Regions from separate parts of the Mus musculus genome. Here region 2 is linked to region 1. A link is a contact called in public Hi-C data. All regions are on one chromosome and are shown on one strand. Each heading gives the region's core, a stretch centred on a gene start, on an enhancer-like site or on the middle of the called end of the contact. The rest is flanking DNA. Distances are from core to core; before and after follow the strand shown.

Region 1 (5,436 bases), core at 22-2,521:
TAGCGGGACTGGCCACAGGTGCCTCCGGACTGGCTTTGCTTTTGCTGTTCAGCCTCTTAAGCTTCGGGCTGCCCTTGGGCTTCTGACAGTTACTTAGTGTTTCCACTGGGCTTTTAGGGGATAGGTCCTTATTTTCTTGACTCTTCTGCCGGGGAGGTGGACTCTTAGGCACAGCCATTCCCTTTCTGTGGCTGGGGTTCACCGTGTTGCCTTTCGAGCCAGGACTCATAGCCAGCATTGAGGGTTGTTCCTTCTCAGATTTGCTCTGCAGATGTGCGCCTTGGCTGTCTTTATTTATGTCTTTAAACCAGGTCATGATAGGCCTCCTGGAGGTCGTTTTTGGTTTCTGTAGCAAGCCGTCCAGGTTGCCGCCCTTGGCAATGTGTAGGTTTGCCAAAACGGCCTCTCCATTCTTAGGGCCCTCGGCCCCCAGGGCATACACACTGCTCATGACATGAGAGGCATCTGCTCCTTTGTCTGGGGTTCCCTCATCCAGCAGGTCCTGTCCCAAACCATTTACCATATCTGGGTTCCTGAGCACAAATGGCGGGTTTCCACAAGGTCTGGTCGTTTGAGAAGGCTGGCTGTCTCCCACGACTGAGCCGGTGCTGCTGACCGCCAAGGTTTCCTCTGCGCACCCGGGCATGTGGCTCCGTGAAGTCTGTACGCCCGCCCAAGTCTCATGCTCCAGAGAGCTTACATCCAGGAAGGAAAATGGCTGGGAAGAGCCCGGGATGCAAGTGTTCGAGGCTCCTGTCATGAAGCAGGCTTTCTCGCAGGCGTCCCCCACCGGCTCCCTCACAGTCTGCTGTACCGAGGGAACTGCGCCGCCTGCAGCCTGGGCAGGAGCTTGGGCAGGCACTGGGGTCTCAGGACAACCACCTGGGGCACAGATTTCTATTTGCTCGTCCTCAGACTCACTGCTACCTTCCTTACGGGAGGACTCATGAGATGGAGGAGCTGGCCAGTTGTTCCTGGCCGCTGCTCGTGGATCTTCAACAAGAGACTCGGGGTCTGAAGACGAGTCTTCAGCATCGCCATACATGGACGAGGGCGAAGGTTCCGAGACGCCGTCTTCGTGGAAACTGCTAAAATTTCTGGAGTAGTTGTTCAGAAAGTTTTTGTTCCCAGCCAACTGTTTGTCAGGATGGACGGAATCCAGAACGGAAGGCTGGAAGGTCCACTGAGGGGGTGGGGGTGAGCCTGTGCCTCCGGTCTTCCCATGGTGGGAACTGCCACCCCCAGCTCCCCCTGGTGGCTGACTCTCAAAAATGTCCTGGTGAGTCCTGCAGTCTGCTCTCTGAGGAGACTGAGAAAGCCACGCCTCCGGGGCTTCCCCAATGAACTTGTCAATGTCTGTCACCGGGCTCTCTGTGCTCCCCGACAGGGTCCCATCAGTAGTCACTGGCACAGAGGGACCGGCGTGTGACAACTTTCCAGATGCTGACGCTGTTTCTTCAAGCAGAGCCCTATCTTTCAAGCTTGTAGGTACGCAGTGTCCTGGAGTTTCCAGGGCCTTGCTGGGACCCGAGGGGTCTCGGCTCCTTTCCTGACCCAGGAGGGAGGGATGAGGGATGGCCGTAGCTCGTGTCTCTCCTATGCTCATGGGGACAGCTGCTCTCCTGGTGCTGGGAGTGCTGTCCCCAGGGCCAGCCCAAGTCCTGCTGGAGTCGGGAAGAGCTGAGGCCTTCTCCCTGGGAGACAGGCTTCTCTGGCTGGCTGGCTTCATTTTAGATACGCCCTGGGACTCAGGCTCCGAGGTCCCGGGAGACACAGGCTGGCTGAGGCTCTCAGGTTGGAGGACTTGCTCGGTGACTGCAGGAGTCTCGCTGGAGTCAGGACGAACTTCCCTGCTCTTCCCTGGGGAAGGGGGATGGTCTGAGGACCCATCCCATCCTGTATAGGGTAGGGGAGAGGAAAGGGAAGTGTAAGCAAACGGGAACCCTCTAGAAGTTCTGCAAACATAAGCCATCTCAATACTGTTTCTCAGAAGTCCACAGCCTGCATCTAGACCTTTGGTTTTTTTCTCTCTCCAATTGTAGAGCGCTCAGATCTAGGAACCACCACCCTGCTTTAATGGCCTTAAAGTAACTGGGACAAGCAGAATGGACATTTAAACTTGCCCATTTCCCTCTTTGTTTGCTTTCAGATAGGAGACACCAGAAATCTTCTGCCTGGGTTTCTTTACCCAAATGTCTCTGCCGTCAGCAGTTCTGGAAAGACAGACACCGTTGGTTGTATTCCTTAGCTTTGGCCTAGACTGGGCAGAGGCTTCGTGTCTTACCTCATTCCAGCATCTATTTATCTGACTATGAGTGACTCGGACTGTACCAAGAAACAGTTCAACCTCCAAACCACAGGGAGGCTTGCTTTTTTTTTTTTTTTTTTTTTTTTGCGCTGCACAGGAGACGGAGCCGACGCTCCAGGTGGGGCCCTTGTTGGTACTGAGCTTCAGCTCGGCTTTGAAGTGACTTGTCCAAACAGGGGATCTGAAAGCCAGTTATTCCAGGAAGCCTTAACGGTAGAGGAAGCTTGAGAGGGGCTCATGAGGGACGGATTGCTCCGAGTGGGGAGGAGAACACCAGGCTGAAAGCACAGAGGCACAAAAGAGCACACAGCTCCGAGAAGCAGGGACCGTTGGAAGGGGGGCAGTTGGGGGGGGCATGGCATGTCACTCAGGGCAGGTGCTGAGAGCCGCTCTGTCCTAGGGTGTCTCCTCAGAAAGCCCAGTAGCATGCACTGCACTCTCTTGGGCTAATATCACTTTGACAAGTGACCCACAAAAGGTCTTCGTATGAGCAGTGTTACCCCAAATGTTAAGTATATGTCCTCAAAGCTTTATAATTATTAATTGGTTTTAAATACAGAGTCTTGGGGCTGGAGAGATGGCTCAGTGGTTAAGAGCACTGACTGCTTTTTCAAAGGTCCCGAGTTCAAATCCCAGCAACTACATGGTGGCTCACAACTATCTGTAATGGGATCTAATGACCTCTTTTGGTGTGTCTGAAGACAGCAACAGTGTACTCATATAAATAAAATAAATCTATTAAAATGTTTTTAAAAAAAGAGAGTGTCTTGAGTATCCCAGGCTAACCTTGAACTCACTATATACCAGAGGGCGACCTTGCGATAACCATTGAGCCATCTTACTGGCCCTGCTCACATGACACTTTGATATTGGGTTTCAGCAAGTTCAGTAAGGCAGGCCATGAACCTGCCACCATCCTATCTTGGCCTCAGGACTGGTTGGGATTATAGGTTTGTGTCACTGGGCTTGGCTTTAATTGAATCTTTTATCCCCCTCCTGTTGTCCCTTTATGAATAATTACAAACTAATTATTAGCCAATAATGAAGTCTTAGCACCGTGGAAGGAGATTTCCACACAGTTAATTTTCTTCCCAGTACTGGGAGGTGGGTGGGCCCTGTGCATTGAGAGAACGAGGAAGGGAGTCACCGAATGGTTAGGTAACATGCCCAAGCTCACAGTTCACAGGCGGGAGAGCCAGGGTTTGCTCCACAGCTTGTGCTTGGCTAAACCTGAACCCTGTGGCCTCCGTGTGGAGCGTGTGGCAATAACAAGGCTGGTTCATCAAGACGCCCATGGAGATGGCGTGGAACTACCCAGGCCTGCTGTGGGAGACGAGCTGCTGCCAGCAATACCTGCTGATCCAGATGTTGTTCTCATTCAACTATTGAACTCTCAAGCATAGCGTTTTTACTTCTGCTGACACCAGATACAGGGGAGAGGGGCAGTGTGCCAAGAGAAAGGGACTCGAAGGCCACTTACTGCGTGTGCATGTGTGTGCACGTGTGTGTGTGAGAGAGAGTGTGACTGCGCATGTGTGTAGGTCAGAGGACAACTTGTAGGAGTGTGTTCTGCTCTTTCACCCTGTGGGCTCAGGGATCTAACACTTTCAGATCCGCTTATTAAATATTCACTAATAGGCAAAGCTTTCTGCAATTTTTATTAGCAATGTGACTTACCACAAAGTGTGTCTTCAAAGGTTTGTTTGTTTGTTTAGTATTTGAGGTGGGTTCTTAAGTGTCCCAGGCTAACCTTGAACTAACTCTCTCTCTCTCTCTCTCTCTCTCTCTATATATATATATATATATATATATATATACATATATACACACATATATATATACCAGAATACCAGATGACCTTCAGTTCCAAATCCTCTTTTCTCTACCTCTTTTTTTTTTTTAAGATTTATTTATTTAAGTACACTGTAGCTGTCTTCAGACACTCCAGAAGAGGGTGTCAGATCTCATTATGGATGGTTGTGAGCCACCATGTGGTTGCTGGGATTTGAACTCAGAACCTTTGGAAGAGCAGTCGGTGCTCTTACCCGCTGAGCCATCTCTCCAGCCCTTCTCTCTACCTCCTAAATGCTCAAATCCTAAGTGTAAGCCACTACAAACCAATGTATGTGACACTGGGGATTCAAGCCAGGGCTTTGTGCATCCTAGGCAAGTGCCCCACCATCCCTAGCCCCTGCAGAGGGTTATACTTGAGGGAGATGAAGTTATCTGGAGGCAGCTCTTGTACTGCCTTTCACAATAACGCTTCATTTGGTACCCCCGCCAAATGTCCACTAATGGGAACATCCCCAGGGCGACAGGGCCCAATTAGCCTCGACTACCCGTGATGGCAGGGTGTGGGGAGGCTTATGGGACACAGGTGCAGCTGAGTCACCAGGGCTTGGCATGACCTGCCAGGCCACACCTGTCATGCAGGAGCACTGTTGCCACAGTAGCTGCTTGAATACTGTTGTCTGTGGGCATCTGAGGCTACTAAAAAAGTATGTGAGGTACCATACTGAGAAAAGAAAAGGCTGCTGTACATACAACAGGCCCAACAGGACACAAAGAATAACAACTGGTTTCCTCAGAGGGCTCTGGCAACTTTAAAATTTCCTTCTCAGTTCGGTCATACACACACACACACACACACAAACACACAAAACCCATCTAATTTTTATACTCTATACCCCTGCGTTCGTTACAAATATCGACAAACAGTGGCTACCCTCACACACCTCTTTAGGGTTTTTCTCACCATAGTTCTAAAGAGTCCTTGGAGGCTTTCACCGTCACTCCTGGTTTTAAGAGTGGCTGACCAAGAGAACAAGTCAGAGCTGCCTGGGCTATAGGTCAGCCCTCATCGGCAGCGTAGCTATAATCAGGTGGCCATGCTCCTGCATCCAAGGGTGAATCAGTCTTCATTTCTGAAAACCATCTCAGGAAAACTGTGTGTGCCTACACATATCTACCAAGTGCCTACTTGCTAGGCATAGATATTCATACGTGATTGTTCTTAAGAGACTCGCCTAGGCTCATACACAGAACACATACCATTTTACTATGTCTAGTACACGGAAGCCTCACAGAGGCCTCAGGTCGAGCCCACGAGGCAGGCCATCGGGTCTTGA
Region 2 (4,938 bases), core at 91-2,590, 170 kb after region 1:
GAGGTGAGGAGAGGGCAGGGCTCTGGGCAAGCTTTCCTGCTCTCTACAACGGCCTTGTGAAGGTTGGATCCTAGAGACCAGTGTTTCCAGATAGCAGCATGTGCAAGAAGACAAAAGAGAGCTGTCCTGTATGTTTCTCTAAGAAACAAGCAAACCCTTTCTAAAACTTCCATGCCCTTCCTCCTCATCGCCCAGGGTGTCCTTTCCTTCATCTGACTCTGGGTTGTAGAATGAGGTGCCTGACAGAAGAGGCTGAGTGCCTGAGGGAAAAGCACTCCCAGGTCCACACAGCTTCCTTTTTTCACCACTCACCAGGCGGCAGGCAAAGACTGACAATACAAATGAACACAAACATGTCTCACAGAAGCCAACAACAGGTTGTGCTGCGATTCGCCAACATGGAACTGTGTAAGCCAGAGAGCATCAGATACTTGGAAATAGCCTTTGCTCCATGCTCATCATGAGCAGTAGCTTCTTGCACAATGGACTTAACAAGCTCCATCCAGTCACTGACAAATCAGTTCCAAATTGCTCAGCTCAAGCCCAATACCAAGCCATCCAGACACTTGGGCACCTTGCGGTACTACTGCTGGGTCCAACAGGAGAGTGTGTCCTGCTAGCATGTTTATCTCCAGCAGGTCCCTGTAGCACTGGGGCAGAAACACGGGAGGAAGAACTGAGGAAAATCTCCAGGCAAAGCTGGGAGAATTGGGCAGGGACTACACACAGACTGGCTGACAGTTCAGGAATGTTTAAAAGTTTGCAAAATGTTGAGGGGGTGGGGCAGCAGCAAGCTGAACTAAGACGGAGCAAACCAGGAGAAGCGGTGACTACAGCAAGCTTTGGGAAGCTGACAGACACATAAACTAGCAGTAATAAACTAGAAGTGCCTGACTTCCAGATGAGGGCAAGCTGATCCTAGTACAGTGGGGGTGGGGCTGGAAGCCTACTTACAGTCCTTCATCCTCAGCATCCCAGAGAGCCCTGGGAATTAAGAGTGACACGTGTCAGTTAGACAAGGGTACTCCCCAAATGCAGGTGGGCTGGCTGAGTGTCAGTGTATAAAGCCATCAGACCCCCCAAACTGTCTCCTTTCGTCCTAGACTTCAGGTGAAGGCCAGGAGTCTGCTACCTCTTTTCCCTGCTGTGTCAGAGCAGCTCTGGACAGAGCCATGCCAGTTGTAGCTGGTAGGTGGGGACCACCAATTAAACGGGAAAGAGAAGGTCTCCAAGAGCAAAGGTGATGGCTTCCCATTTCTTTCCCATATTGCCCTTCGGGATCTCACTCCAAGAGAGTCCCCTCCCACAGAGGCTTGTCTCCATCTGGGCAGTTGTCCCAGGGAGGAAACTACGTCTGCTGATGGGAGTTCTCCATTGACATCACCAGCCAGTCAGTCTTCAGTGGAGGCCCTGGAAGGCACTTGCAAGTTACTCAACAGTCACTGCCGTATCCACTAAATAAATTAAAAAAAAAAAAGTGTGCTCAATAAAACGCCATCCAAAACCAAAACACCAAAACCAAAGACCAGTGGCCGCCACCTGGCCTTGGCAAGATCCTCTGCCATTCAGTTGCTGTGCAGACACATATGAAAAGTGTGCTGTGTGCCAGGCATTGCGTGCTCAGAGATGCTGCCCTGGGTCTCCTTCATAAAAAGGAAACCTATCCGTTTCAGACTTTCCAATTAGCCTTTCAGGAATGGGTCAAGGATCATCAAGCAGGTTAGGAAAGCCTTTACCATGGAAGAGATTAAAAAAATCAAAACAAACAGCCAGGGGGAAATCAGAGGAAACAGAAACAATACAGGGAGGAGAGGGGGACTTCAAAGACAGTCTTGAGGACTGCAAAGTAGAGATGCTTTTTATCCCTGAAACAATAGCAGGAGATTATAAGACAATTTATAAGAACCCTAAGGAGCTCTTGGGATTTAGAGATCTGACTGGCAGACATATAACTGGGATATAGCATCTCAGAGGAGAGGATGGGGACATTTCCCAGGAAGTAGAACTTTTAAAAGGGAAACAGGAAATGTAATAGAATAGGTAAGAGTTTAATGATTCAGTCCATAAAAACTTCCTTCAAATTAATGGTGATGCAGAAGAGACGAAGGGGATTTTTAGATTTAAAAAGCTAACCTCTGAGCAGGGCCCTGAGAGTAGGAAGAGCATCATTGTTTTGTTTTGTGTTTTACCTGATTCAAATGGAAGAGATTTCCGCTGTAGCCAAGTTCAACCCTAGTTCAACCTGTCAGTCAGGCATGGAGGCTCTCAAGACACTGATGTCATGTGCATGGTTTTGGGCACTTATGGAACAGAATATAAAAGGCAAGGCTTGGGGGGGGGGGGGCTCAGATGATAAAGGATGTCCCATGAACAAGAGGAAGAACGTGTTCCCAGTACGGTGACACAGGGACAGTTGTGATGACTGTCTTTGAGGGTTTAGCTCCTTCTCCTGAACTTGAGACATCCCTGCCCCTCTTTACCTCATCACAACTGCTGGCAAGCGGCTCTTGCTGCTTGATGCACCCAGCTTGGCTGGACGATAGCAAACCCTGAGTGCAATCAGAACGGGTAGGCTCAGTAAGCACCATCCACCGGGCAGGATGCACTTAACCATTGAAAAATGAATAGGCAATGTTCAAATGGCTGCCCTTGGGGCTGCTGAGGGGTAAGGGAATGACTGCTGTCTCTTGTTAGAGGTCTTACAAAGATAAGTGACTCTTGGGCTGAGCATGGTGGGTGTATGCCTTTAATACCAGCACTTGGCTGAAGCCAGTCTGGTCCTATACAGCAAGTTTGAGGCCAGCCAAGGTGACCCCCAGTCCCAATCAATAGGTGACTTAAAATTATTTGTGACTGCGCTTCCATAAAGAAGGATACCTCAGGCTTCCAATAGGATGTCAGGATAAGAATCGAAGCTTCCCAAGAATCAGAAGAGTCCAACCAACACCCCGAGCACCCACTGAAGAAGGCGGCAGGCCACGAGCCAGGCCACGGCCCTGGAGAAATAACAGCTCAGCAAAGGCAGGGCTGAAAAGCACGTCCCAGGAGACAGGAGGAACAGGGAACCCCCACCTCCCTTCAACAACTCTTTGGTATCCTATTTCAGGTTCTGGCTATGGTCCGTCTAGGAACTCTTTTTTTTTTTTTTTTTTTTTTTTTGGTGGGGGGAGGGGGAATGTATGTGTGGGGGAGAAGGAAGGGGCAGTAAGACAAGGTTTCTCTGTGTAGCCCGAGTAGTCCTGGAACTTGCTCTGTAGATCAGGTTGGCCCCTAACTCTGAGATCCACCTGCCTCTCAAGTACTGGGATCAAAGGTGTGTACCCCCCACTGCCTGGCTAACTCTTTCCTATAGAACCCAAGGGAGCCTCCTTCTACAAAACTCTGAACGTCACCTGGGGGGGGTCCCACAGTACTTCCTAGAGAGAGTGGAGGTATTACTGGAGAGCTGAGAATTTTGCATCCCAAGTTACTTTGAAATTCACCTATAACGTGAGTTTATGCAAAAACAGTTATAGCACTGTATTTTATATAGATTATGCTCCCTGTCATATTCAGCTAGACCTAGTTTATAGAAAGAAAAAAGATGTTTATATTCTCAGGAACTTTTCTCTCTGGGGCTGGAGAGATGGCTCAATGGTTAAGAGCCCTGGCTACTTTTGCAGAGGTCCTGAGTTCAATTCCCAGCACCCACATGGTGGCTCACAACCATCTGTGGCGGAATCTGATGCTCTCTTCTGGTGTGCATGAAGACAGAGCACTCATATACATAAAATATGTAAATAAACCTTAAAAAAAAGAAACACTTCTCTCCATTTTCTATTCTTGTCACTTGAAGTCACTTCACTCTTTCTACTTCTAAGCTACCCACTGAACTAGGACCAGAGACAGTTCACAACTATAACCCAGAACTGGAGACTTAGGTAGGAGGTTCACAAGTCCAAGGGCAGCCTGGGCTACATACTGAGGGAGTCCCTGATTCAAAAAGGAAGAAAGAAAGAAGGAAAAAAGAAAAAGAAAGGAAGGAAGGAAGGAAGGAAGGAGGGACAAACATCCAAAAAATAGAAAAACAAAAAACAAAAAATCCCAAAAACTAAAAAAAAAAAAAAAAAAAAAAAAAAAACAAAAACCAAAACTATCCTCTTTTTAAGCATTCTTCATTATTATTATTTTTTTAACTTCTGGGTAATCTAGTCAAAAAAGTTTGCATAATCAGTGAATAGGGTTGTTGTTCAAGCACACTGTTTAGTAATTTGGGGCAAAGACCTATCCCCAGAGGAGATGACAGCCTTGTATGTGGAAACATCGAAACTCTCCCTTTGGGAGAGGAAACCTTTGGCTAACAAAGCTAACCAGAAGCTAACCAAAAGCCAGGAGAAAGGTCCAAGGACCGAAGGACTGCTTCCACCGCAATACACACACATAGACACACAGAGACACTCACAGGTTGCCTCTTTACATCCAGTTATTGACAAACCAGTTCCAAATCGCTCCTCCCAGTGAATACAAACCACTTTTTTTTTTTTTTTTGACTTCCCAGGCATGCAAACCCCCAAATAGAAAGTCACAAGCTGTCAGGTAGCCGCTCATTTCTGGGAGGCTGTGGTTAAATTCTCACATTGGTAGATCCAGCCTCCGTATGCACCTCAGGTCGAAAGGCCTGGGCTTTTTCTTTTTCTTTTTTTTCCCCGTTAGATTCTTACCTCCAGTTTCGAAGTCACCTCTAGAAGCTTTCTCTCAGATCTCTTCCCTCAGCTCCTCCGGGAGCCTTGGGGACAGGAGCAGCTGGCCTCCGGGTAATCCGTTGAAGCTGAGCTGAGTGAGACCTGTCATTAGCCCGAGCACCTGCTAGCAGCCCCCGGCACAGGGCAGGGCGAGGCGAGGCGGGGCGAGGCAGGCTTTGCGGGGGACACTGCCCTCCCCAGGTCCCCCGGGCTGTCC

What was found. Hi-C and Micro-C count contacts between places; a contact is called where the count stands out from the background.
Region 2: a Hi-C map of muscle stem cells shows a contact between it and region 1, with 2.1 times the contacts expected there. The contact joins two enhancer-like sites. A contact is called at or near these places in 17 of 484 Hi-C or Micro-C datasets (DN3 thymocytes, bone marrow-derived DN2 thymocytes, bone marrow-derived macrophages and 8 more), 19 of 115 datasets of contacts at active chromatin or transcription factors (the 230-238 cell line, bone marrow-derived macrophages, cardiomyocytes and 11 more) and 4 of 9 other capture datasets (adipose tissue, embryonic stem cells, liver and 1 more).

The regions. Positions count from the first base shown.
Region 1 is chr15:12,374,485-12,379,920 of GRCm38.p6, forward strand. Pdzd2 (PDZ domain containing 2) reads right to left here. Exons shown (of 26, transcript NM_001081064.2): 21 at 1-1,896. Among named protein-coding and RNA genes, the nearest start is that of Golph3, 56 kb to the left of the region's middle. Within about 2 kb of position 1,272, at least 120 of the 459 cell types and tissues checked have an H3K27ac peak or open chromatin away from gene starts, as enhancers often do. A contact at or near this core is called in adipose tissue, muscle stem cells and uterus, where this site is marked.
Region 2 is chr15:12,544,536-12,549,473 of GRCm38.p6, forward strand. All of the region lies in intron 3 of Pdzd2 (PDZ domain containing 2), which reads right to left. Among named protein-coding and RNA genes, the nearest start is that of Gm52211, 55 kb to the left of the region's middle. Within about 2 kb of position 1,341, at least 15 of the 459 cell types and tissues checked have an H3K27ac peak or open chromatin away from gene starts, as enhancers often do. A contact at or near this core is called in adipose tissue, muscle stem cells and uterus, where this site is marked.